Regions from separate parts of the Mus musculus genome. Here all the other regions are linked to region 4. Evidence: chromatin contacts called from public ChIA-PET and HiChIP or PLAC-seq data. All regions are on one chromosome and are shown on one strand. Each heading gives the region's core, a stretch centred on a gene start, on an enhancer-like site or on the middle of the called end of the contact. The rest is flanking DNA. Distances are from core to core; before and after follow the strand shown.

Region 1 (3,459 bases), core at 772-3,271, 690 kb after region 4:
AACCCAATGGAACAAAGGCACAGACAGGGCAACAGGAAGACGAGACAAAGCTAAAGATGACTAGGGCCTGGTCAAGATGCTCTGCTTAGAAGAGAAAGAAGTTCCTTGGTTATTTCTGAAGGGAATCCACATTATCAGTTTTGTGCTTTTGAGAACACTATATGATATATTGGAACAGTCTAGCAAAGGGGTGGATGGTAGACGCTACTGCTACAATATTGTGGAGGTAACAGGCTCTTGGACTGGAACAGAAGTATCTAAAAAAAGACTGAGAAAAGGTTAGAAACTATTTAAAGTTCACATTATCGGAAGGTTGCTTGATAATGGCATGTGAGGGGCTAAAAGAAAAAGAACACAGGGTACCTCCTGGGCTCCTAACTTGGATCCACTGAGAAAGAAGGTCACAGAAAGCAGAATAGGCTAAGAAGGGGAGGGGTCAAGAAGCAATGGGATTAAGGAGAGGTTTTAGGATGCCTCCAAAGCCAGACAGACATAGATTCCAAAATGAATACGATGTAAAGAGCTCAGAGAAGCTGGGACAGGTCCTCTGAGAGAGAGGTGAATCCTCAGATGAAGCAGGACAAACTTTCTTTCTATGAAAGAATAGGGCAGGGCACAAGAGAAAGAATGTGATCATAGCAAAAGGCCTTTCAACAAACCAGCCACAGAATTTAGCATTCCAAGTGTCTTCTCACTTTTTAAATTTTAAAAAAAAATCATTTTGTTTTGCCTGAATGCATGTATCTATACGCCATTTCCATGTCTGTTGTCACATCTCCTGTTATGACAGTTACAGATGACTTTGGACCACCATGTGGGTGCTGGGAACCAAATCTGAGTCCTCTGGGAGAGCAGCCAGTACTCTTAATTTCTCAGACATCTCTCAGAATCTATCTTATCCCCTTTAACATTTACAACAACTCCAAGGCACAAGGTTTATTATCTTCATCTAACATACAAGGAAACTGAGGCTGAGAAATCTCATATACCTTGCCCAATGTGGTGGTTTGAATATGCTTGGCCCATAAGTGGCACTATTAGGAGGTATGGACTTGTTGAAGTAGGTGTGACCTTTTGGAAGAAGTGTGTCACTGTGGGGGTGGGCTTTGAAGTCCTATGTTTAACTTCTGTCCAGGGTGAGAGAATGTCCTCCTGGCTACCTGCTGAAGACAGTCTCTTCCTGGATCAAGATATAGAACTCTTAGCTCCTTCTCTTGCACCACGTCTGACTGCTATGATAATGGACTAAACCTCCGAAACTGTAGGCCAGTACCATAAATCTCACTCTATAGTTTTCTTCAATGAACTGAGCAGCTCAGGAGCAGCTGCAGAATACCCATGTCATCTACGGCTGGGAGCTCAGTAGGCTCAGGTACCTGATAGTAGGGTAAAAGAGTTACCATTGACAAGAGAGAAGTTGGAGGTACGACCTGTGGGATATAAAGTAGGGCAGTGGGGATAGCAGCAAACTTCTTCCTTAGAATCACAAGGTTCCTTCAGGTTGAGTAGTTAGTATATATATTAGAAAAACAGATGTTGTGGTCAGAAAGGGGAAAGTGCCCACATATTCAGACAAATCATGCAGGACAAAGAGGGGATTGAGGTGTGACAGATGGAGGAAAGTGTCAGAGAAGAAAAAGGTCTCAAAGATGAGGTTTTGAAAAGAAGATTAAAGAGGGTATTACAAGAGTTGTAGGGGACTCCGAAGGTACAGGGAGGAAGGAAGAGGGGAGAGAGGAGAGGAGTTGCAGAGTTGAGGTCAGCTGGTAAAGATGACCAGGAGAGGAGTACATGCTAGTTTACCCAAACAGAACATTTCCAGCACAGGAAAAACGTGGTCATCTGAGAGGCAGCGAAGACTTAGGAAGACCTGGCAACCACAGCAGGAAGTAAGACAACAGAAAACAGCAAGCATCCTCTCAAGAGTGGCTGGAGGGAAACTATCTCAGGGGACAGCCAGACCTCACATCAGGGAGAATGGTTCTGAAAGCGGCTTGCCCAAGGCCAAGCCAGGAGCCATGCCTGCTTCAATTAACATGATGCTTGTGCCGAGGAACTCTCAAACTGTGGCACACCATGTATGTTCTCCTTCACCCTGGCTCTTCTGACACCACAGTAACATAGTTGGGGAGAAATCCAAGAAAAGTATGAATTTGAGAAAGAGAGAAAAGAAATCCTTTTATACAAAAAATAAAAACAAACAAACAAACTGGGGATGGAAACTGCCACATTGACCCCAGCTGAGCAAAGTAGTTTATTTAGAATCATTTGAACAAGCAGACACCATTTAGGGAGCTAAGCAAGTTTCTGTTGCCACATCTGGCTGTGTGCTCAGCCTTCTCCACGCATCACGAAGCTCTCTGTAAACCCACGTTAAAAGGACCAGAACAACACTCCTCATTTGTTCAACATCCTCTGAAGAAAGGCAGCCCAGCCAAAGGTTAAAGTAAATACTTGGTCACCAAATCATGCTTCAAAATTGTATTTATTTACACGCAAAGGTGTTCTCTTTTCATTTTGAACACAAAGGCACAGTACAAGGTACTATGCTGAATACGATATCATTTTTGTAAACAATCCATGGTCTGCTTTGGTTTTGTCTTCTATGGCGCCGGTGACTGGACAGATGGCCCTGCACACGCTAGGCAAACATTCTGTCACAAAGCTGTATGCCCACTCTTGTTTCTTACTATAGCTCAATATATACAAAATAGATTATTTTAAATACTCTCAAGTGTACAGGTCAGTGACAGGGAACACAGTCACACGACGGTACGATCGTTACGACTCTCCAGCCCCACTACCAATGGCATACTATAAATATTAAATGTTAACAGATGCATGCCAAGAAATGCTAACAAGGGACGGTTAAGTTTGGTTTTATATCCCCACTTTTTTAGTCCTCTGTACTTCTTGATTAGTTTTTATCATAAAAATGTATTCCTGGAGTAAGTTTCTAATGTCAGATGGTTTTTAGACACTGATAGTTTGAAAACTGAGAAAGGGAAGAAGGACGAGGAGGCTTACAATCATCTTGCTTAGATTTGGACCAGAGAGTTTACATGCCATCTCAAGCTTGTCAACTTTTGTATTCGTTTTTAGAATAGAAAAAAAGACACATCAATTCCAAAACAAAAAACAAACAAACAAACAAACAAACAAACAAAAAGCCCAAAACCCTATTAGACCAAAAGAGAGATTATTGCTACATACATTATCATTGCTAAGTGTCTAGTTTTCCCTTTCTTCCTAGTTATAAGAATCCCCTAAAGACAGTATTTCCTAATTATCCTTAGTAGCTATGGACAGAGTCCCTGATAGGCAGACATGTTTTGCTCAAATGTGTGAACCTGTCAGGCTCTGTTTTTGTTCAAACAGGCCAACTCTGAGTTGGGGGGAGGAGGCACCTTCAAAGACCCTAAAGCCCACTCCTCGGGGAGAGGCTTTCCTGAGTCTCCT
Region 2 (3,732 bases), core at 956-3,455, 790 kb after region 4:
TAGGATGGGTACAGCCACGGGTACTGCAAACTTGAGGATGTCTCACAGTTTGGATAGCCTATTGCTAGGAGCAGAGGAGAGTTCCTAACTTACTGGCCACAGTGCAACACTAGGCTGGTTTTCCACCAGTGGCTTGAGTGGTGAAAGGTAATGAGATTCCTTACTTGTTCTATTAAACCTGCTCATGAGAAATGATAGTCAGTATATGGATCAGAGCTATTGTTACTCACATTTGCCATGCTAAGTACCTATATTGCTACTGTTACTCACATTTGCCATGCTAAGTACCTATATTGAGTAGACAGCAACATATCAGTCAATATGTTACAATTTTCTAAAGGCTTCTCCAAATGACTTTTATTTGGGGAAACTCTTTTTTAAAAAATATAAATCAAAATAATTATCAGTGAAGCTTTTCTAAATGCCTGGTATCAATCCCATTAGTATCCAGTGACAATTTTCTTCACAAGATCTTGTTCTTCAGGGGAAGCAACAGAAAACCCATCTTTGCCACCAACATAATTACATAAAGTCTGAAAACAGTGCCACCTAGTGGGTATCTTTTAGCAAAGGCACTTCTTTGAAAAGATGCATCTAAAATTCATTCATTCAACATTTACTGAGAAGCCGGGGGTGTGGTGGCACACACCTTTAATCCCAGCACTCAGGAGGCAGAGGCAGGAGGATTTCTGAGTTCGAGACCAGCCTAGTCTACAAAGTGAGTTCCAGGACACCCAGGGCTATACAGAGAAACCCTGTCTCAAAAAAACAAAACAAAACAAAAAAAGAACAACAACAACAACAAAAAGATTTACTGAGGACCTATACCATAGGCCAGGCACTACTAACTACCATAAGTATTGAGTATATGACATCACAATACCCCCAATAAAGGAAATGACGAGCAGAGGAGAGAAGAAAGTTACATTCTGTGTGCTGGCTAGATTGTATCACTTGGACACAAACTAGAGTCCTCTGAGAGAAGGAAACCTCAGTTAAGGAACCGCCTCCATAGGATTGGGCTGTGGGCCAGCCTGGAAAGGATCGTGTTTATTAGTGATGTATGGAGGAGAACCCAGCCCATGGCAGCTGGTGCCATCCCTGGGCTGCTGATCCTGGGTTCTGTAAAAAAGCAGGCTGAGCAAGCCATGGAGAGCAAGCCAGTAAGCAGCACCCCTCCATCAGCTCCTGCCTCCAGGTCCCTGCCCTGTCTGAGTTCCTGTCCTCAATTCCTTTGATGATGAACAGTGATGTGGAAATGTTTGTTTGGGGCTTTCAGTTTTCGTGTTTTCTTTCTTTCTTTCTCACTTTCCTTCCTTCCTTCCTTCCTTCCTTCCTTCCTTCTTTCTTTCTTTCTTCTCTTTTCTTTTTTTAATTTTTTAAATATTTATTTATTTATCTATTTATTTATTTATTGGTCATGTGTTTCATCACAGCAATAGAAGCCCTAAGACATTCCAGAAGGAGAGAAAAGCAAACACATCAGGGGCCAGCTACAGTGCCCTAACAGTTAATGTAGCTGGAACATCAGGGGCCAGCTACAGTGCCCTAACAGTTAATGTAGCTGGAACATCAGGGGCCAGCTACAGTGCCCTAACAGTTAATGTAGCTGGAACAAGGAGCAGGAAGAAGCCTGAAAGGTTGAAGGGGAGGAAGCCAGAGCGCCAGGCAGAAATCAAGGTCCCCTCAGACCCTCAGATCTGTGGTAGTCTGTTGGGGTTTTATTAAGAAAAATGAGAAGTGTGGGAGCCGACCTGACCCCATCAGGTTTCCTTTTTTAACAGATCATTACCTTAACCACTCAGTCACCACATCCCACAAATGTGTCTTTAAAAATAAAAATAATTTTTTTTAAAGTAAAAGACTGCTTGCTCTGGGGGGTGGCTCAGTGCTAGAAACCACTGGCTGATCTTTCAGTAGATGGAATTCATTTCCCAGCACCCACATGGTGGTTCAAAACGATCCTTAACTCCAGACCTAAGGGACCTGCCACCCTCTTCTGGCCTCTATTGCACCAGGCACACACTCATCGCTCATATATACACTCAGGCAAAACATCCGTACACATAAGATACAAAATAATAAATAAATCTTTTTGAAGGTCTGCTCAAGAGGCTAGGGAGATGGCTCAGCAGGCAGGAGTGTCTCAGGGTTGATGGCTGCCAGCCTAGCTCCAAGGCCAGTGAGAAACTGTATCAAAGGAGGAAGTTAAAGAATGAGACAGCAGGACACCCAACATCCTCCTTTAGCCTCCATACATAGGCATACACGCCTACACACACACACACACACACACACACACACACACACACGCACGCACAGATGGAGGGACAGAGGGAGGAGGGAGGGGAGGGGAGAGATGGTTCTAGATGTCACATGGGGAAAAGGCTTCAAAGGGCAAGGGTAAAACAAGATAACTGCTGTCCACACAAGAAACATGGTGCCTTCACCTAGGGAGATGATACCTCAGATTATCAGGAGCAACTGGATTTAAAGTATAATTCAGGCAGGGAACCGGAAGAACTTGATTGATTGGATGAATATCTAGAACAGTAGTGATTCAATCAGGATTGTAGTTACTAGTGTAGTGTTCTTCCTCTCTCTCTCTCTCTCTCTCTCTCTCTCTCTCTCTCTCTCTGTGTGTGTGTGTGTGTGTGTGTGTGTGTGTGTGTGTGTGTGTGTGTGTGTGTTTAAACAGGGAAATCCAGAATTCATCTTCAGGTATATCAAGCTGTCCACATATATAGATGTGACTGTAATATGTTATTATGTCAAGTGGCAAATGTATATGAATCTGGAGCTTGTGGGAAAGCTCAGAATATGAACACAGGACCCTTCTGCCATAAAGAAATGTGCTAAAACCATGAGAGTGCATTGAGAGATTGAGGACAGATGGAGGAAGACCAAGATCCTAAAACTGAGTCCGGGATTCTCCAAGGCTTATATGCTGACAAAATGGAGAGGGACCAGCAACACAGACTAACATGGTCAGAAACAGGGATAAAACCTAAGAAGCCAACTGACAGGAACTGTTGGGGAGAACATGGTGGCTGTGTGATAGGGCTGAGAGTCAACACTTCCTGGTGATGTGACAGCAAACATACTGTACAAGGGCAGCACATTAGTCAGTTTATAGTAATATTGGTATACACAAACTTACCATGTTACCAGTCATATAAAAGCACAGTATATAAATTATGCACAGTATACAACACTTGGTGATATTTCTGCCTGTGCTCACTCTGCTAGCAATCATTACTTCAGATTGTAAGTTACCTCTACAGCATTTTTAAGGTCTGGAAAACACAATGCATCAGCTTCACACTGCTTCTGCTCACCACATCTTTTGATTGTGTGCAGAGGCTACATCCATGATGAACACACACAGCAGTCTGTGTAAGCACACAAGAACAGAGTCACAGGACTGACTGGCTTAGTCATCCAGTCCCCAAACCATACCACTACCACTAAGCAACGCATGGCTGCATTTTATATACTATTGAGTTGGAGAAAGTTTTGAAAATCAATTTCAATATAGGGCTAGGAAATAAAGCCAATATGGAGTGAATTCAAGATAAATAATAGGGAGATTTTGCCTTCTGTGCACAAAAGATTAACTGGCTTGGGAATTGCCCCGATAGCATCAACTAGAAAAGCAGACAAAATAATCTGAAAGAACAGTTTCACACACTAAACAATAGTTCAAAACTGTGACCCTCCTGAGAAAGGAAA
Region 3 (3,512 bases), core at 560-3,059, 900 kb after region 4:
CTTTATCATCGTTAGAAATTAATTTGCATGGACCACTTTTTGGTTGGGCAAGGTAGTGGCCAGCTCATAGACAAGAATTGAAAGGTCATGTGTCCAGAAGCTAAAAATAGTCACCTGAGCAAGCAGAGAAAATGCTCCTGAGCCAGGGCCAATGGAGACATTCCTTGTCAGATAAAAACGCTATCAGTCTAATCTCTAGACTTCCACGGGTCAGCTTCCTCCTCTGACCCACATTGGAATCACATGGGTGATACACATTAGAGGACTCAATGGTCCTGAGCCCTATGGCTCCAATAGTTACTATAGGAACTAGCAGATAGCATCTGGGTTGACACATTAACTACTTCCCTCTCAGTTGTCTTTTTTGTTTAGAGAGAGAGCATCCTGAGTGACTTTCTGGCACTTTATTATGGATTTTATTTAGGCCATTGGCACACAGAGAAAGCTTTCTTGTTGAAAACAAGACCAGAGAGTCTAGAATACTTCCTGAACATCACTGGATGGCAGACACTGAGCTAGACACTTTCTATACACTGTCTTTTCTTGATATTTTCTACATGCACTGTCTAGCCTAGGCTAGACTTTCTACACCCAATATTTAGACTAGGCTAGACACTTTTCTACACTCATGAGGTCTATCCCAGGCTTGATTTTCTATACATTTTCTGTCTAGGTTTAAACACTTTCTGCACCCAGTCTACCTCCATGCTAAATAGTTTCTGCACTCACTATCTTTCCACATTTTCCATACATATTATCTTTCCATATGCCATTTATATTAATTTCCCCTGCCATTTCAGTATTACTTCTATATTACAAAAACAAACACACACAAGCAAACAAAAAAAACCTCTGAAGCCCAAAGATGTTTAAGTCATTTCTAAGGGTGGCCGGGACCAAGTATGACACTTTGACACTCTGTCCTCAGTATGCCTATCTAACCTTCCTTTGGGGTGGGGGTGGGGTCAGGTCAGGGGGCAAAGGTTCAAGACAGGGTCTCTCTGTATAGCCCTGGCTGCCCTGGAACTCGCTCTGTAGATCAGTCTGTCCTCTAATTCAGAGTTCTTTCTGCTTCTGCTTCCTGAGTGCTCGGATTAAAGGCACGTACAACCACACCTGGCTCCTAACCTTTCTAATCATCAACAAAATTTAAAGCCCCCACATAGAATAGCCATTTCTTGGCACCTCCACAAATCCCCAGTGAATCATTTCCAAAACACTTCTTGAGAGAAGTATCAAGGGAAGAGAGTTTGCTTCCTTTCCAGAGTGCCTAAGACTTGACAAGGAGTCCCTTAACGATGAAGTCCCCATGACACTCACCTCATCTAGGGACAGAAAAGAAAAGGAAAGTGTCAGAGAAACCTAAAGGAATCAGAGGAAAGTGCCACAGGACTCATCTACTCCGCCTTCCTCCTTCCTCGGCATCCGAATTCAAATCAGCCCCACCTCCTCCCACCCAGGTGCTTCCTTCTCGTTTTCTGCAGAGGCATCCAGAACCCCTCCTTTCCTGTTTTTAATGTACTAATCTCGCCTCCGCCACCTTCCCTCCTTCTTCTTTTAGAAGTCAAAACCATCTTCGTAAAGTATCTTTGAGTTGCTGGATTAAAACAAACCTGATGGATGGAGCTGTCAGATACAAGATGGAGAGGAAGGACGTAAGCAGTACCAAGATAAACAGCATCTTGTCAACTTTCTTAGTTGCTGCTTCCCACCCTCAACCTAGCCCGAGGATCCTTCTCTGGCTCCAATTCCTGGCAGCTTCTGTTGGTTCTTGGTTCCTCTCACTCTGGGACACTCAGCAACTGGCTGGCTTAAGCAATGCCCAGAATCTTACTTAAATCCGAGAGCCGCCAGAGCACAGCCTCCTGGGAGTTGTAGTCCTAGAGGGGTGGGGCTTAAGGAAAGATTAGGGCTTCACCTTATATTGGCAGTGAGAATTTGGCAATACTGGAGTTCCTCCTCAACACGCTATTTTCAAGATAGAATATGTTACACATTATCAGCAGGCTTCAAAAAAGCCAGGCATAGTGACAACGTCTTATAATCAACGTATTTGGCAGGCTGAAGCAGATGATCACTTGAGTCTGTAGTTCAAGACTGGCCTAAACAACATAATAAACTGTGTCAAAACAAAACCAAACCAAAAAAAACAAAACAAAGAAAAAAGCAAGCATGCGAACAAACAAAAAAAAAATCCTCCAAGTCCTAATGATGCTTGAAATATGTGTGATTAAAAATGGAAGAGAGATAGTAAGAAGGATGGCTAAGTAGGTCAAAGCACTTTCCATGTGAGCTTGTTGGTATGTGTCCAATCCCCAGGATCCATGTAGAAGTCAGATGTGGCAGCTCAGGCCAGAAGAGTGGCTGCCGTCTGTAACCACAGTAGTCCTACTTCAAAATGGAAACTGGAGCTCAAAGGCCAGGTAGCCTCGAGGAAGTGGAACTGCAGGATCAAGAGGTAGGTACGCACAAACCTTGCTTCGAAGACAAAGTAAAAGGAGTGACCTGACTTTTGAAAACTTGTTCTCTAATCTCCATATGCATGTCCCTACAAACCCCAAAGTAAATTAACAGGGCAGGGAAAGTGGCTCAGCAGGTATCAGCAATAGCAAACAGGCACAGTGACCTGAGTTTGGTTCCCAGGTCCCACAGCCAACTCTCCAAGTGACACTGTGACCTCCACACATGCTGAAGCCTGTGCATTCCTGCACTCTCATGTATATATAACCAATTAAATAAGTAAAAGTTAAAAATAAATAAATGGAAGAAATAGGGAGTGGCTGAAGGTCCTGTGGGGCTGGCAATGTGCTGGTCTTTGATCTTCGTGCTAGTACACAGGTGTGCTTACTGTGAACAATCACTGAGTTGGGCGCTTTTGATTTGGGCATTTTGTGTGTGTTCTTTACATTACACTTCAGTGAAGTTGACACACCCAACGACATGTCAAGCAAGAGTAGAGTGTTTAAGTATTCTCGAGCTAGACTCAAATTCCTGACTCAAATCCCAGCTCAGCATCCTTCAAGCTTCAAGGTCCTGGGCAAGTTATTGAGTCTTTCTGCTGCCTCAGTTTACTTGATTATCCAATGGGAGTGATTATCAGTTGCAAGTCTCCACATGGCCACTCGGGCCACTCACCTCAGATGATTCTCAGGTCAGGTGGACTCAGGGGAGGACACAGCAGTGGGACAGCAGCTTTGTAAAACAGAGATGAGGGGCTACTCTCTGATTTGACCTTTGGTGGTGGTTTGTCAAGTGGAGTCACACAGCTGTGGCCGATGTCACCATGGTCTAGAACATTCTGTAAGAACAGAGCCTACAGAATAAGAGCAAGTGTGAAAACTGTAAATGCCTCTTCCTCTTCTTCCACTCCTCCGCTTCCCCCTCTTTTCATCTTCCAATGACATATCCTGGCATCCAGATGAGAAAAGTAGGAGCCTAGCATGGCCCCCAGTGGTTTCCCCAAAAGATCTTTTGTACAATAATGTGTCCATTTCTAGTCAGGAGCCGTTTGC
Region 4 (3,601 bases), core at 202-2,701:
TCGAATGCTGGGAAGAAACGTGCGAGGCCTGGGCGGTGCGGCCCGCGATTTCCGCCCGGGTCTCCACTGCAGCACGCGAGCCGGTGCGGGTGGGAGGCAGCCAGACCTAATAGTAAATAAACACATAGTTCGTGGTTTTAAAGGGCGGTGTAATTCATTGAAGGCCACTGAGTTCCGTGGGTCTTATTGCTTGGTACCCCCAAACCGGGCATAGTGACAAGCCATATGTTCCGTTCGCGTGGGGGCGGGAGAGCAGCAAGAAGTGTCGCTTCCCCCACCTCTACCTTCCTTCTTACCAAAGTAACTTTTTCCCCCCTTGTTTTTAACATTCGGGGATGTGTGGAGGAGGCAGCCCGAATTCAAAGCGCGCGTGGAAAGTGACTTGTTGCTCTTTTATTTTCAGGGGGTGCCCTTGAAAGTCTGGACTTTTCTGCTGTAGCAAGTTTAAAGATCGGTTATGTGAACAAAGCGCCCCATCTAGGTCTGAAAGAATTCTGCCCAGGCAGTGGTGCCCCCACCATACCGGGAAAACGCAGGCTGCCGGCCCAGCACGCGTGGACCCCGCGCTGCGCGCAAAATCTTACTGCTCTCGCCCCCTCCAGCCTAGGCTCTCCTGGAGAAAAAGTTTTCTCTGGTCATCCCTACTTCTTTTGCTCACTGATGGGAAACAACAAACATAAAACTCTTGACTCGAACATTTGGGGTGCTCCGCATTCCTAAACTCCTCGCCCAGCTCATTTTGCGATGGGCAGCCGGGTGTGGACAGGGAAGTCAGGGGAAGGTAAGTCGTGCGGGCACTTGGAGAAGTTTCAAGGGACACTAGCTCAAGATGGAAACCGCAGCCCTGGCCCGCTCAAGACCAGCTCCAGCGCCTGCTAGGAAGAAAAAAAAAAAAAAAAAAGACAGGGGGGAGAGGGAGGGAGGAGGGGGGGGAGAGAGAGAGAGAGAGAGAGAGAGAGAGAGAGAGAGAGAGAGAGAGAGGAGAGTCGAGCCCGCCTTCCAACTCTTAAAAAAAAAAACCAACAAACACAACAACTCGAACTCCGAAGGGGGTGGAATGAGTGATGTCACAGAGCCGAGCAGCGAGGTTGACAAAGGGTGGGCGCCCCTCCCCCTCTGCCGGGCTCGGCCCAGGGGAGGGGCGCCCCCGGAGCCCGCGGACTCGAAACTTTTCCTCTTTAAGAAAAAAAAGTTTTGCGCCGCTCCGAGTGCTTTTTTTTTTTTTTTTTTTCCGCCTTCTTTCCTCGTCTCCCTCCCCCTTCTTCCTTTTGAAAGTTTCTTTCCTCCCCCTTTACCCCTCCCTCCCTCTTGACCGCATGGCTGATTCAACCTCAGTGTCAATCAACTTTTTTTCCGCCTCCTCTTCTTCATTTAAATACGTTTAAAGCTCCTCCTTCCACCCCCCCCAACCCACCAAATCTTATAAATTGGGCTTTGCGCGCCGCAGCCCGGGAGAGTCAGAAAGGCGAGGGGCGCCGGGAGCAGGCGTGTGGGACTCCTGACCGGAGAGCCGGAGGCTGCGCCTTCCCCGCACCGGGACCTTCACGACACACCAGATCCTAGTCCTTGCCCCGTGCGAACGCCCACGATGACCACCACCCTCGTGTCCGCCACCATTTTTGACTTGAGCGAAGTTTTATGCAAGGTAAAGCAGGGCGGAGCGTTGGCTTTTTGAAAGTTTCTCTTGTGCTCCAAGAAACTCTAAAAAGTTTGGGTCTCGGGGACGTGAAGGAGTTTCACTGCTTGCGTTTCCCTCCATGGTGAAGGAATTTGTTTATGTCCTCCTCGCACTTAAGTTTCAGGTCCCAGGTGGGGTTCTGTGAATCCGGGGAGCAAAGTTCTGGGCGACTGCTCCAGTTTGCGGGGCAAGGAGGTGCGGAAGAGTGGTTAGGTTTGGGACGAATTTTGAAGGATTCTTTTCTGCATGGTGCACCTCCGGAGCTGGGCTAAGCGGGTGGGCTCGGCTTCGCAGTGTGCGCCTTGGGTTTCCTGTACCCGCTGGAGATGTTCGAGGTTACCCAACACCTTTTGCTAGGGGTCTCTAGGAAAAGCGAGGTCTCAGGGCGGTATCTGACTGGGAGAATTTTCCTGTCTGTTTTGGGGAGCTAAGAGATAATGCGACGAAGAAAGAGGCCGACTTAAGGTTCAAAAAGATGTAGGCAAAGCGACTTTGTAGTGGAGTTTGTCCGCCCCAGCTGGGCTAGGTTCCCGCTGCGGGAGCTGGTCGATCGTGCTGCAAACTTGGGGCTGAAACTGTTTGCTTACCTGGGTTGTGAGGCACTACGGTTCGTTGACTAAGGAATAGGGGAACAAAATGCTGCCAGACCTCAAGTTCCCGCCAGTTAGGATTTAAGAGGGCCAAAATGGGGCAGTTTGCCAGTCAGGTTTTTGAAAAACAAAACAGAAAAAAACTTTTAAAACCGTAATGTTCCAGGAGTGCGATTGAAATAACTCCGTGAATGTTGTTAATTTTTTGCCCGCTCTACTTCCCCCAACCCCCCAATTTGAAAGGATGAAGCTGCTAGGCTACTTTTAATTGCTGAACTGTTTTTGCCTTCCCTTAAACACGTCGGGTCATGTTGCTCTCTTCCTAGCTCGCTGCTCCTGTCGGTGCAGCTGCCAAGGCCCCGGGGCTGCAGGGTTGGGGTGCAGGGCCGTGCTGGAGTTGAAGAGCAACATCAAAAACTTTGCATTTTCGGCTTCTTTCCCTCCCTGCGTTTTTCCAAGTCTGTTTGCCCTGGCGGCAGCCTGAGCTAGCCAACTCCATCCTGGGCCCCGCTGCCCCGCTCTTTGATCTATTTCTCTTTCTTTTGCCCCCTCCCCCCGCAGGACTTTTTAAATGAACCTCATTGTTGGAAGCGGCTCTCCTCTGGGTTCCTGTAATCCGCTCGGTGGGGTGGTTGCGGTTACAGGGTTACCGATTCCCGATCCCCTGCTGCGGATCCTAAGGGACTAACTTTAGAATTTGCACAATGACACACACCCACATGTGTCAGGGGCCTGGAGATAACTTTCAAGTCTCCCACCCCCACTCTTTTCTAAATCTTAGGTAGTTTGGGCAGGTGACTAGGGCTTGTGGCAGCCTCTGTCCTTGCTCACTCACACACCCCCGCCCCCAATTGACTGAGTCGGGGAGTGTGAGCGTGCTGGTGCTTTCCTTCTCGTCTGCAGCTTTGGTTCAAGATTAAACACTGGTGCTCTTATCCAGAGCTCTCTCGCAGCCAGGAAACCAAGTGCAAAGGCATCTTCCTAGTGAAGGGGGTGGAGAATGCTGGGAGAAAATCCCTCCCAGGGTGTGGGATACCTACCCTTCCCGAACCTTGTGTTTTCAGACACTATATCCCTCTACCCACATCCCAGACTAGGCCCTTCCACAAGCAAGGAAAAAGCACAGTTTGAAAACCTGTTGCCAAAGGAAGGGCACACTTGTGGAAGAGGAAATGGTGGAGAGTGTGGGGCCAGATTTTGTGGGGGTGGGGGTGGCGGGGGGGGGGGGGCGGGTAAGCAGGGACTGATTGAGAGAGGATTTGGCTCATCCTTCCAAACTTCTAAACTAGGTTTACCTGATTCTTTTAGGGGGAGGGAAATGAAAAGGGACTGT
Region 5 (3,928 bases), core at 2-2,501, 920 kb after region 4:
TATGTGTGTGTGTTTATAATTCTTCCCCACCACCCCCTCTCTCTTTTCTTTCTCACTGATCCCCAAAGAGTTGTCTCAAGAAGGCTGAAGGTTGAAGCAGGAAGGAGAAAGCTGCAGCTTTGACAACTCCTGAAGCAGTACTTCACAGCTGTCTGTGTCACCTCTCAGAGACTACACCAGTTTATTGTAGAAATACTGTTAAACATGTATAAAATGAATAAGAAACAGAATACGTAAAAGACTTTTTTCTTTGAGCTGTGAGCTGCTCTCTACATACTAGACACTAAGAAAGCGTTAAATGCTGATGATTACTAGATAATCCAATACTAAATCTGTAAGAATATGTCTTCTTCCCAGGTGCTATACAGTATATGGCTCCAACTTGACTGTGGAACAGGTATCTTCCAATGAATGGAAATTAATTATGCAAATGAACCAGAAACTGAATAGTGAAGGTGGGAAACCACAGACAATGACTTTTAAAACTTGTTAAACATGATAACTCATGTTTATCCCCATGAGGTACACCTCAAAGGAAAGAAAAGTTTGAACAGGGAGTTTGCCTTTTCCCAAAGAAATGTTCCTGGCCTTAGTTCAAGACGGGATTAAACTCTTTGACAAAGTGATAAAACCAACTGTGCCAATCTGAGAAATGCATTGTTTCCTTGAAGAGTAATACATGATATAGTCATCCAAGAAACTATTTTATTATCAAATAACAACCAAGGGCTTGGGAAATTATGAAGGATACTATCATAGATCGAAGTACACACAACCGTGACTCTCTAGGAGGTCTTAACTTGCTTTGCCCCATAGGGCAAAGGTCATCTCTGAGGAAGGACATCTTCCGCCACACCAACTGTCCGACTAACGGCTCCTGCCCTTTGTAATTAACCTCAGAATACTTTCCAGACGCTGTCTCCCAGACAAAATGTAATTTCCTAATAATGATTGGGGAAAATTGAACCAAACACTGGACTTGGGCTCCAGGAGATAGCAAACCCGCGAGACTTCCAAAGAGTCAATTAGTGGCCAGAGGAGTGGTAGAAGGGCTGGCTCAACGATCCCACAGGCCTAGGCCCTGGACCACTGAAGACCATTGCTCCACGGTTGTGTTATTCAACTTTTCATAGTGCTTGGAAGTATACTCTGAATGTATCACCGCCAGGCGGCCGCCAAATCCAGGACTACATTTCCCAGAGGGCTTTGCTCCCTGGCGGTTGCAGTTGAACCGGGGTGTGTCTAGGATCAGAAGCCATAAGTCCCGCTGTCCTCTTTAGAGCATCAACTTCAACTGCGCTTCGGTGGTGCTGAGATGTTCGGATTCCTGCTTCTGCTCTCTCTTCCCTTCATCCTGTACTTGGTCACGCCAAAAATCAGGTCTGTGCGAATGTTGCTTTTTCTTGCCAGGTCTTTTAGAGAAGATAAAAAATCCCTACTGAAGCCCTCTCCCTAGCCCCCGTAAAGAAAGACTAGGAAAGGACTGAGAAGCCCTTTAAGGTAGCAAAGATCTGGAGTTTACTGGACTGTAGGCGAGATCCTGGTGCCCTGGATGTGGGCACGGCCAGACGTCAGACCCCAGGTGGTCGTAAAAGCGCTCCAGGTCTCCATCATCCTGTATTGCTCTTTCTGGCCTACCTTATTTCCTCTAGCACTATTTGCTCTCTAGCTTCGGGAAGCCGCTGAGTATGGCGGGCTTTAGATTCTAACTGTTTTCTCCACTCCCAAGCTTTGAACCAGCCTTTGTCTAACTATTTGTCTCCAGCCCTTGAGGTACTACAGGAGGGTTGCACTTTTTGCTCTCTGAACCCGATGCCAATGTTATCTGGGGCATGCTTCCTTGTTGCCGTTATTCACTTGTTTAGGTGTTTGTGACAACTGAAGGGGAAGATTCATTGTCCTTCGGAGTAGGAACACGTGCTTGTTTGCCCTAATTAGATTACTAGGAGCCAGGAGAAGAACCACGTGGTCAAAGGATGGTTTCTTAATTAAGTGTCAGGTCAGCCCAAACCTGGAGGTGTGTGTAATCACCTGAGAATCAGCGGCAGGCTACCACAAGGGGCAGTCCACTGATTGGTTCTGAGTAAGTCACCAGGAGTGACGGTGGACCAGTAATAAACGCCACCTTCTTTCTGGGCGTGGCCATAGTTCCTATTGGAGCTGAGGCTGTGCCATCCTTCTGTCATTTCTTACCATGACCAACATTTTTTCTTCCAAGACCTACTTCCCACTCTTTTTGCTTTTTCTTCTCTCTCTGGTGGCTACTTTCATTTTTCCCCTCTCCTCTCTGAATACTTACAGCTCCCATAAGTAGGCACACATGGGCCTTGTACTCAGGTAAAAACTTGGGTTTCTTTTTACCACAAGATCTTCATATCCATATAGAATCTCAACAAAACATGAACCGGAGCTACATCCAGTGAAATGTGTCTTAGAAGCGAGCACTCTAAGGACTCTACTATCCCCGTTGGAGCCAGCATGGGAGAGTGGGGCCAGAGCTGCGCTTTCAAAGTTGATTTCTTGTTTTCGATGATGACAGAGGAAGGAGGAAGAGCCAATTCCTGGTCCCCAGGATTTGTCAGTGTTGAAGTTCAGTCTGAAGGGACGTGAGACACAGAGCCAGGGGCCTTGATCGCTGAGGAGAGAGAGGTTCCTTTGGGTACCACAAGTTAGTTTGTCTTAAGTAGTGGCTGCTTGCAGATAACAAGTTTAGTGGAATGGTTGAAATGCTCCTTAAAAACGCACTTCTGAGTCAACAGATCCTTTTAGTCCTAAAATTGAGAAGAGAAGAGGAAAATCTGAGGGTTGTGTTTGTGCTTCATCCATTTGGAAAGGCCAGCAAAGCCTACGCACAGGTGCAAGGACTCCAACCAGACAAACGTATGGATCCTCACTCTGCTGGAACTCTGCTCTGTTGTTGTTTTGTTGTTGTTGTTCTGATATTAATGTGTGATGTCAGTAGTCAAACCCAGGGCTTGGCATCTGGGTAAACTATGTATGCTTACCCTGTTATATTCCTAGCCCTTGTCTCATTCTTAAATGTTTTGTTTTTGTTTTTAAATGTGTGAATGTGGCTATCTTTTTCTTATTTTTGACCTAGATTCATAAGCTTATGATTTCTATTCTTTGAATTGGATTAGCCCTTCTTAAGATTATAAGATGCTGTTTGTCACAGATTGGCATAGAAAGGCCACTTTTCTTCTGTTTGGTTGAATCTTATGATTTCCTAAGCCAAGCATGCCTGATTGGAAACTAAACTGAAGTCAGGTGCCTGACCAATCAAACACTTATCTAGGTCTTGTGCTTTGGGGAGCAGGTATAACTTTGTTTCAGTTATTTGAGACGGAATCTCTCTATATCTCCCTGGCTGTCCTGGAACTCACTATGTTAGACCAAACTGGCCTTGAACTTAGAAATCTGCCTGCCACTGCTTCCCCAGTGCTAGGATTAAAGGCATGGGCCACCATACTCAGCCAGATCTAACTTTTGTTTTTAAAATGCTATCACTTTTTGTCCTTAAACAAGAGCATAAAATTTTTGTTTTCCTTTTTGAGACAGTTGTAACCCAGGCTGGCCTCGAACTCATCTATCTCCTGAGTGGTATATACCTGGCCTAAGAGCAGAAAGCTGTCTTCTTTATTCCTTACTTCCTAATATTTATTTACTGTGTGTTATTATATGGTGGTACGGGTACACATGCGTGTACTATGGCGTGCATGTGGAAGTCAGAGGATAACTTTGAGGAGTCAAACCTCACTTTCTATCATATAGATCCTGTAGACTGTACTGATGTCAACAGGCTTAGAGGCAAGCATGCCTAACTGCTAAGGCATCCTGCCGGCCTTGCCTTTTTTTTTTTTTTTTAACTTAACCTTATAAAAGAATAACATTGGAAGCCATAAAAGCAAACTCAGCCCTGGAATTGGAA
Region 6 (3,586 bases), core at 614-3,113, 980 kb after region 4:
CAGGTATTGAAATGTGATGCCACAGTACTAATAGTTCTCCACTAACTGTAGACATGGTGTTTATCTCGGAATTCTGATTTATTTCTGGTCCTAAAAGTCTAAACACTACCTTAATTACAACACAGAAAATTGCAAATCTGACTTCAAGGAATGCCTGTAAAAATGCACAGATCTATCTAGCTCTTACCTCATCTGCAAGGAGTCAGAACTCTTCCATGGAGGAGGCTAGCTAGGAACTGCTTTGAACAAGTCACCCAAGTGATTTCATAATTAGGTAGTTTTGGGGAAAAAAAAAAAAAAAACATCTACATCAGGGTTACAATAATACAAACCCACTAGCCCCAGAGAGGAAATGGTTTGGAAAGAGGCAACACGTGTGGTGGATGACTCAGGCTTGGCTCAAGTCTGAGTTAGGAAAGCTACCTTGTAACCAGGAAAGGTTAACTGAGCAGTTAGCTCTTGAGCGAGCTAGAATCCTTAGCTGCACTGGCAGTACACTGGCAGTACACTGTTCCAGGACCTACTTTGCTCTGCTTCACTTTCCCCAACACTATCTGCAAGAAGACTTCCTCTGAAGATTCCCTGATAGATGTTTATCTGCAGAAGGAATCCAAAGGATACCAGATGGGAACAAATTACAGGTGCCAAGCTGCTACCACAGGATCAGGATAGAAGAGATGAGATTCTGAACAGGTTTTTTCCCCTTCCGGAACAAACACAGAAATCCAACCACTTACCCAACCTGGAGAGCCTCTTCAGCAAGCCAGCTTCTCGAATGGCAGCTGGACCATATTCCACTCCTAGCTTCTTCTGTGAATCATACAAACCCCACAGACATAAGAGAAGGTGAGGAAAGGAGCAGAAACACTTTGACACAGAAATCTCTGCTGCTACCCGGAGCTCCTAAAAGACTCCTCTGCAAACCTTTCACAGCATCAAAACTTCTACTGTAGAAGGCTGATCGTTTCACTAAATGCTTAATGGGCGGAGGGAAGATTCTGTTCTTGAAAGCAAATCAACCTTCTGAGTCCCTCACTGAGAGCCAGACCAGGAAAGTCTCGGATCAGGAAAGGGCTCAGTGAGCTTTGATCCGGTACCTGTATCTGGCAGAACGCGGCACCTAGCTTCCCCATCAGTGAGTGCGCCCTCCGCGACAGCAGGTTCCTTTCATTGAAGGCAGAACAAAGCCCCTTCGTCCCTCCCGCAGTTGCAGAGACCGACATCAATTTCTTTCCAGGTTAATGCTCTTTCTGCAAGAATAGAACCTGAAGCCTGCCTTAATCCCCGGTCACCGTCTCTAACCTCCTCTCCGACAATTTCTCAACGATCCCGGTTTTGCCTTCTCCAGCTCCTCCATGGAATCCTCTCTCTTTTCCTTCCTGTCATCACCCCAAAGCTGGAAATGCCCACTCTCCGTCGTCCTGGAGGCCGCAGATGCTCGCTTCTCGATGCCCACTTCCCTCCCTCTCGATGCCCAGTGCCCTCTCTCACCCCCTTGCCTTCCATCAGTCCCTCATCTCCATCTGGGTCCAGGAAAACCCAACGTGCGCTCCACGTACCCGCCATGGGATCCCGCGAGCTCTTCCCCCCGTTTTTTCCCCCCTCCTCCCTCCTGGCCCCAAGAAACTCTCTAGGCTTAGTGTCCCGTCAGCTCGGGTCGCAGCTCTCACCTGTCCCCGAGAGAAAGGGGCTCCGACTATAGCTACAGAGTGGACGGATCTCGTCAGGACGCAAGGAATTTGCCCGTGGAGGAGACGGGAGGCGCTGCTCCTCAGGAACATGATTGGCAGGGAGGGGATTACCCTAGGAGAACCGGCTCGGTGCAACTCAGGACCTCGAGTGAGTGCAGCCTCCCACAGCTTCGATGCTTCACTAGGCGAGCGCACCGCCCTGTGACGTCAGCATCTCTCGGACACGCCTCCAACCAGCCCCCGGCGCACCTTCTCGGAGGACTACAGCTCTCCAGGGCCTGGGACGCGCCTGCCGTTAAGTCACCATTGGACCTGTCCTCTCTTTCCCTGGACACGCTCCCCCCGCCCCCGATGCCTAAGCCACCAAGGCGGATACCATAAAGCCGCTGATCAGAGTGGCACCTGTGTGGTTTCCCGGGAAGCAGCGTCCCTGCCAGGTTGGAGACCTCAGTGGAACTTGAGAACTTGACACATGTACCCGCCCCAGGCGCTATCTCGGCTGAAGAGTTGGCACTGGCCGTGGCCTGCCCGCACCCGGGGTCATCTGCTAACCCACACCAAGTCAGCATCCATCTGCAGCTTTCTATCTCAAAGCTTAAAATCCTAGAAACATTTACCCCATCAGTGTCCTCTTGAGTCTGGCTTTTTAAAAACTCACCTACCTTGGATCTTTGGGGAGAATTTAGAATTTACCAAGCAATTACTTTCTAGATTTTTTTTTTAATTTTTTTAAACAAAATTTTATTTCCTTTTCAGATTTTTTTAAATGTGTATGAGTGTTTTGCCTGTATATATGTTTGTGCACCACAGACATTCATGGTGCCCAGGGAAGTCAGAAGTGGATATAGGATTTGCTGGAACTAGAGTTACTACAGACCTTTATGAGCCACCATGTGAGTGCTGAGAATCAAACCCAAGCCCTTAGCAAAAGTAACAGATGCTCTTAACTGTTCAGCTACCTCTCTGGGCCCCTGTTTTCAGTTCTTTACATGAACAATAAGAGCACTGGTTACTAGAGGCCAACTATATCAACACATTCTGATCATTCTAAATTAAAAGGAGGCTGAAACAAATCCAAAAATATCAAGGAGCTTTTCATGGTTTTAATAGTAAATAGTGGCTGATGGCCCTGCAATTACGGACACACATTGCTCTTGCAGAGGACCTGGTTTTTGCAGAGTTTTATGCATAGCCATTAACCCCAGCTTCTGGGGAATCCGATGCTTCTTGCCTCCACAGACACAGCAAGCTAGGGGAGATAGAAGGATCTGCATTCTTTGTTGTAAGCACAAGTTTACAGTATGATAAAATGGACATATTGAGTGTTTCATACAGTGGCAAGATTGTCTAACACTGTACTCTTAACTGTGACTCTGTAGCCTGCTGTAGTGGCTATTCCTGGTTGTCAACTTGACAATATTTGGAATGAACTACAATCCGGAATTGGAAGGCTCACCAGTGACCCTTATCTGGAGGCTTGGAGATCCTTATCTGGATCTTGGTTTGAAGATCTTGAGCCGTAGTGGCTATGGATTCCAGAAGATTGAATCTCCGAGTTAAGGAACACACCTTTAATCTGGGCTATGCCTTTCATCTGGGATTAAAGGTGTGGTGGAACACACCTTTAATCCGGGCTACACCTTTTGCTGGAGACAATATAAGGACATTGGAAGAAGGGAGTCTAGCTCTTGCTCTTGCTCCTTCGCCTGCTTGCTGCGTGAGACTGAGTAACTGCTAGATCCTTGGACTTCCATTCACAGCTGCGACTGAACCATTGTTGGGAATTGGGCTGCCGACTGTAAGTCATCAATAAATTCCTTTACTATTTAGAAATTATCCATAAGTTCTGTGACTCTAGAGAACCCTGACTAATACAGAAGTTGGTACCAGGAGTG
Region 7 (3,449 bases), core at 950-3,449, 830 kb before region 4:
CTGGGTTCTCAGCATGTGGACTAACTAGACTTAACTAGTCTGAGAACCATTTAATGCTAACGGACCCTAACCCAACCGTAACAGCCAAACCCAAACCACATACCGTCTATCATTTCGAGGTCTGCGACTGCTAAAACGGTCGGAGTATCGTCCTCTACCTCTTCCACCTCGAGACCGAGCCCGGGCATGTTCAATCGTCACCCTACAAAGAGGTAAAAAAAGCATTCACACACTACACATGAGAGCACTTACATATGCAAATGTCTACTCTGCTCTACTTCCCTGGGAGAACTACTTATAAACCAATCATGCTTACCTTTCACTGCAAAGTTCCTTCCCATCAAGTTCATAAACAGCATCATCTGCATCCCTTGGGTCCTCAAATTCCTAAAATGTAGCAGTAAGAGTAGAGCTTTTGGACGTGCATGCATTCTACAGCACATTAAGATCATGGAAGCCGAGCGTGGTGGCGCACGCCTTTAATTTAATCCCAGCACTCGGGAGGCAGACAGATTCCTGAGTTCGAGGCCAGCCTGGTCTACAAAGTGAGTTCCAGGACAGCCAGAGCTATACAGAGAAGCCCTGTCTCGAAAAACCAAAAAAATAAAAAATAAATTTAAAAAAAAAATCATGGAAGTGTTAAGATATACCTTACACTCAGATACTATAACCCTAAGCTAGGGATGACTGAGAATCAACTCCAGCCAGCAGTTACTTTAACTTCTTAACAGAAGCCACTGCTTCTTGGCCACTTCTAACATCTTTCTGGGAAAACAATTCACATGGACTCAGAGTCCATGCTCATCACAAGAGCTCTACCCACTTTGTTTTTTTTTTTTTTCTTTTTTTGGAGACAGGGTTTCTCTGTGGATTGGCTTGCCCCTGCCTCCCAAGGGCCAGAGACCAAAGGCATGTGTCACCACCACAAAGTTACCTAACTTCTCGACAGATAATTCAACTCAGTTTCAAGTACTTACCACAAAACCAAAACCTCTTTTCAAGTCAATATCTCGGATCCGTCCGTAACCCTTGAAGAATCTTTCCACATCTTTCTCCCTCGCTGCTGGATTTAGTCTCCCAATGAACACTCGACAGCCACTCATGATGCCCGGCTAGTGTTTCCTGTTAGGCAGTAATTGAATCGAGACAATATCAACGATTGACACCATGGGGGTGGGGGATGTTCAGTCAAGCAGTCAAACACACCCCACGTTTACCAACTCTACTAACAAGGTCGCCATGTACCTTTTAAGTCGTTCACGACCACCACATTCAAATTCCAAGTTAAAACTTAACTCTCCAAAAGACCCCCTTCCCAGGTTCCACACGGCAGCCCACCACAACGCCAGTAGCCACCTTTCTAGACTGCGCAGCCGCACACGCTGTCCCCGGATCCCGGGGTTCCCCTCCCATCTGCCGCAGTTAAGGCCAGGCCGAGAAATGCGGGCGGAGCCGAGCCCGCCCTCTGCCAGGCCTGGTCCAATAGCAGCCGGCCGCGCCCGCGTCGCGGCCTCCCCGCGCGTCACAAGCCGGAATCTCGCGACGCCACCACCGAGCCTGCGCAGTGGGCGACGGGGCGCGTTCGCAGCACAAAATGGCGACGGCCGAAGTATGCGGCGGGGTGTGGGGGGGGGAGGAGCGTAGCGAGCCGAGCTGCGTGCCCCCGAGACACGGGCAAGCCCGGGGCCCAGAGCGCTGCGCCTGCGCCGGCCCACGGGGGGAAACCCTAAGCTGCCCTGGGCCAGGCCGGCTCCCCGGCGTCCGGGCCTCGATGAGAGCCATTAAGGGCGGCAGGGAGGGGCGCGCTGCTTCCCGACACAAACGCCCTCCCCACGCCCGCCCTTCCGCCTCGTGTCCCCCTCACGCAACACCCACAGGGAGACGTGCCCCAGCGCCCACCTCAAATCAACTGCGCTCTCTGAGTCGCCGTCCTCCGCAAAGAGCGAAGCCCCGGCCACTTGCGACCCGAGCGGCCATGAAGAAGCCTCGATCCGAGAAGCCTTGCCCTCAAAGCGTGCCACTCACCTACCGGACAGGGTCTTTGGCGGCTGAGACCCCGGAGAGGTCCGTAGTCTGCGACGGAGCTGTCTGCCTCCCTACACAAACACACACACAACACACATACACACGAACCCAACTCGTCTACAGTCTCTCCACAACTGACGCACTTAGCAGCTCGGACGTTGCACAAAATGGAAGGGACGTCCTGGCGTCACTTCCGGGGCGGTGCCAGAAGCTCGGGGACCGCCCACTTGGAGCTGAGGACAGACGGTTCCTGGGAGCCGGAAGTTCTAGTAGGGCGGGGCTTCCTTACCGCGACCCCTGGCGAGAGCAGTGGGTGGTGGGAGGACTAGAAACGTTCGTTCAGTTGGCAGGATACACCGGGACACTTCTTTGGATACGAAAAGATGTATTTAAACTTTTTCTTAGGTCCCTCGAAGATTACCAAGAAACCCAGGCTTTTCAAAAATCACCTGTTTCTTTTAAAAATTCATTTACATAGTCGGTCTCGCTAAGCAGTCCTGGCTAGCCTTGAGCTCAGCGATCCAGCCGGTCCGCCTTCAGTGTGATAGGATTATTGGCCCGAGCACCAGGTCCAATTCTTTCTTTCTTTCTTTCTTTCTTTCTTTCTTTCTTTCTTTCTTTCTTTCTTTCTTTCTTTCTTTCTTTCTTCCTTCCTTCCTTCCTTCCTTCCTTTCTTTCTTTCTTTCTTTCTTTCTTTCTTTCTTTCTCTCTTTAGCCTCTTCTGCAAATTGTACTTATCAATGTCCTTCAAGAGAGGGTTCTTAGCCGGGCGTGGTGGCACACGCCTTTAATCCTAGCACTTGGGAGGCAGAGGCAGGAGGATTTCTGAGTTCAAGGCCAGCCTGGTCTACAGAGTGAGTTCCAGGACAGCCTGGTCTACACAGAGAAATCCTGCCTCGGAAAAAAGAGAGAGAGAGAGGGTTCTCTGAGGCTCAAGTAAGTGAATTCTTTCAGTGTTGTGGTTTTTGTTCTGATCAGCCTAAGGAACTGAATTGTTTTCTACTAAAGGAGAGATTTCACGTGGTGAAATAATGAAATTGGTACTGTGGGTAAAAAAAAAAAAAACAAAAAACGCTCCTATATATTGAATCCCTAGGGCCAATCTTGGCTCAGCTAGCTGGGAAAGATTTCAAGTTGTTTCTAAATCCAACTGGCCATTGTCCATTCCTTTCTGTCCAGGTCTCAATCTCAATAGTTAGGTGGACGGTGGTAGCTTCAGCCTTTAATCATCTCTGTGAGTTCCAGGCCTACCTTATCTACAAAGTCCAAGACAGCCAGGAAAACCCTGAGTCAAAGAACCAAAAAAAAAAAAAAAAAAAAAAAAGAGTCGAAATCAACAGTTATTGAGAAATAGAGTTTATGCTTCCAGCATGGATGTAATACACAGCAGTCCACATCGGTAACTCTATCCAGCCTTCCCCAGT

What was found. ChIA-PET counts read pairs in DNA pulled down with a chosen protein or histone mark. HiChIP or PLAC-seq counts read pairs in DNA pulled down with a chosen protein or histone mark.
Region 1: a contact with region 4 is called in an H3K4me3 HiChIP or PLAC-seq map of the 230-238 cell line, with 9 read pairs. The contact joins the enhancer-like site here to the promoter of Zfp36l1 in region 4. A contact is called at or near these places in 1 of 39 promoter capture datasets (embryonic stem cells), 1 of 15 datasets of contacts at CTCF or cohesin (pro-B cells), 5 of 484 Hi-C or Micro-C datasets (the 63-12 cell line, B cells, CD8 central memory T cells and 2 more), 22 of 115 datasets of contacts at active chromatin or transcription factors (the 230-238 cell line, CD8 T cells, DN3 thymocytes and 16 more) and 3 of 9 other capture datasets (adipose tissue, embryonic stem cells and pancreatic islet).
Region 2: an H3K4me3 HiChIP or PLAC-seq map of bone marrow-derived macrophages shows a contact between it and region 4, with 13 times the contacts expected there. The contact joins the enhancer-like site here to the promoter of Zfp36l1 in region 4. A contact is called at or near these places in 1 of 39 promoter capture datasets (hematopoietic stem and progenitor cells), 2 of 484 Hi-C or Micro-C datasets (B cells and bone marrow-derived macrophages), 25 of 115 datasets of contacts at active chromatin or transcription factors (the SCID.adh cell line, T-cell acute lymphoblastic leukemia, acute myeloid leukemia and 16 more) and 1 of 9 other capture datasets (embryonic stem cells).
Region 3: a contact with region 4 is called in an H3K27ac HiChIP or PLAC-seq map of extraembryonic endoderm stem cells, with 9 times the contacts expected there. The contact joins the promoter of Rdh12 here to the promoter of Zfp36l1 in region 4. A contact is called at or near these places in 3 of 39 promoter capture datasets (embryonic stem cells, hematopoietic stem and progenitor cells and hippocampal neurons), 1 of 484 Hi-C or Micro-C datasets (B cells) and 7 of 115 datasets of contacts at active chromatin or transcription factors (the SCID.adh cell line, bone marrow-derived macrophages, embryonic stem cells and 3 more).
Region 5: a contact with region 4 is called in an H3K27ac HiChIP or PLAC-seq map of trophoblast stem cells, with 6 times the contacts expected there. The contact joins the promoter of Rdh11 here to the promoter of Zfp36l1 in region 4. A contact is called at or near these places in 8 of 39 promoter capture datasets (the 3T3-L1 cell line, cranial neural crest, embryonic stem cells and 5 more), 2 of 484 Hi-C or Micro-C datasets (B cells and embryonic stem cells) and 13 of 115 datasets of contacts at active chromatin or transcription factors (DN3 thymocytes, the NIH/3T3 cell line, the SCID.adh cell line and 8 more).
Region 6: a contact with region 4 is called in an H3K4me3 HiChIP or PLAC-seq map of embryonic stem cells, with 4 times the contacts expected there. The contact joins the promoter of Arg2 here to the promoter of Zfp36l1 in region 4. A contact is called at or near these places in 2 of 39 promoter capture datasets (hippocampal neurons and stem cell-derived epiblast-like cells) and 2 of 115 datasets of contacts at active chromatin or transcription factors (embryonic stem cells and large pre-B cells).
Region 7: a contact with region 4 is called in an RNA polymerase II ChIA-PET map of memory CD8 T cells, with 87 read pairs. The contact joins the promoter of Srsf5 here to the promoter of Zfp36l1 in region 4. A contact is called at or near these places in 3 of 484 Hi-C or Micro-C datasets (B cells, CD4 T cells and CD8 T cells) and 3 of 115 datasets of contacts at active chromatin or transcription factors (memory CD8 T cells, pancreatic cancer cells and thymic regulatory T cells).

The regions. Positions count from the first base shown.
Region 1 is chr12:79,422,658-79,426,116 of GRCm38.p6, reverse strand. All of the region lies in intron 7 of Rad51b (RAD51 paralog B), which reads right to left. Among named protein-coding and RNA genes, the nearest start is that of Rad51b, 130 kb to the right of the region's middle. Within about 2 kb of position 2,021, at least 13 of the 459 cell types and tissues checked have an H3K27ac peak or open chromatin away from gene starts, as enhancers often do. A contact at or near this core is called in the 230-238 cell line, the 63-12 cell line and pro-B cells, where this site is marked.
Region 2 is chr12:79,319,579-79,323,310 of GRCm38.p6, reverse strand. All of the region lies in intron 5 of Rad51b (RAD51 paralog B), which reads right to left. Among named protein-coding and RNA genes, the nearest start is that of Rad51b, 24 kb to the right of the region's middle. Within about 2 kb of position 2,205, at least 52 of the 459 cell types and tissues checked have an H3K27ac peak or open chromatin away from gene starts, as enhancers often do. A contact at or near this core is called in the SCID.adh cell line, acute myeloid leukemia, bone marrow-derived macrophages and 1 more, where this site is marked.
Region 3 is chr12:79,207,210-79,210,721 of GRCm38.p6, reverse strand. It overlaps Rdh12 (retinol dehydrogenase 12), which reads right to left and starts at 1,809. Exons shown (of 7, transcript NM_030017.4): 1 at 1,614-1,809. The coding sequence starts at 1,681.
Region 4 is chr12:80,110,863-80,114,463 of GRCm38.p6, reverse strand. Zfp36l1 (zinc finger protein 36, C3H type-like 1) reads left to right here and starts at 1,451. Exons shown (of 2, transcript NM_007564.5): 1 at 1,451-1,645. The coding sequence starts at 1,589. It overlaps Gm52006, which reads left to right. Exons shown (of 3, transcript XM_030247048.1): 3 at 1-884.
Region 5 is chr12:79,189,178-79,193,105 of GRCm38.p6, reverse strand. Rdh11 (retinol dehydrogenase 11) reads left to right here and starts at 1,251. Exons shown (of 7, transcript NM_021557.6): 1 at 1,251-1,380. The coding sequence starts at 1,316.
Region 6 is chr12:79,129,065-79,132,650 of GRCm38.p6, reverse strand. It overlaps Arg2 (arginase type II), which reads right to left and starts at 1,863. Exons shown (of 8, transcript NM_009705.3): 1 at 1,671-1,863; 2 at 738-810. The coding sequence starts at 1,781.
Region 7 is chr12:80,944,249-80,947,697 of GRCm38.p6, reverse strand. It overlaps Srsf5 (serine and arginine-rich splicing factor 5), which reads right to left and starts at 2,199. Exons shown (of 8, transcript NM_001079694.2): 1 at 2,026-2,199; 2 at 978-1,122; 3 at 317-387; 4 at 104-202. The coding sequence starts at 1,103. It overlaps Gm20337 (predicted gene, 20337), which reads left to right and starts at 2,299. Exons shown (of 3, transcript NR_045057.1): 1 at 2,299-2,961.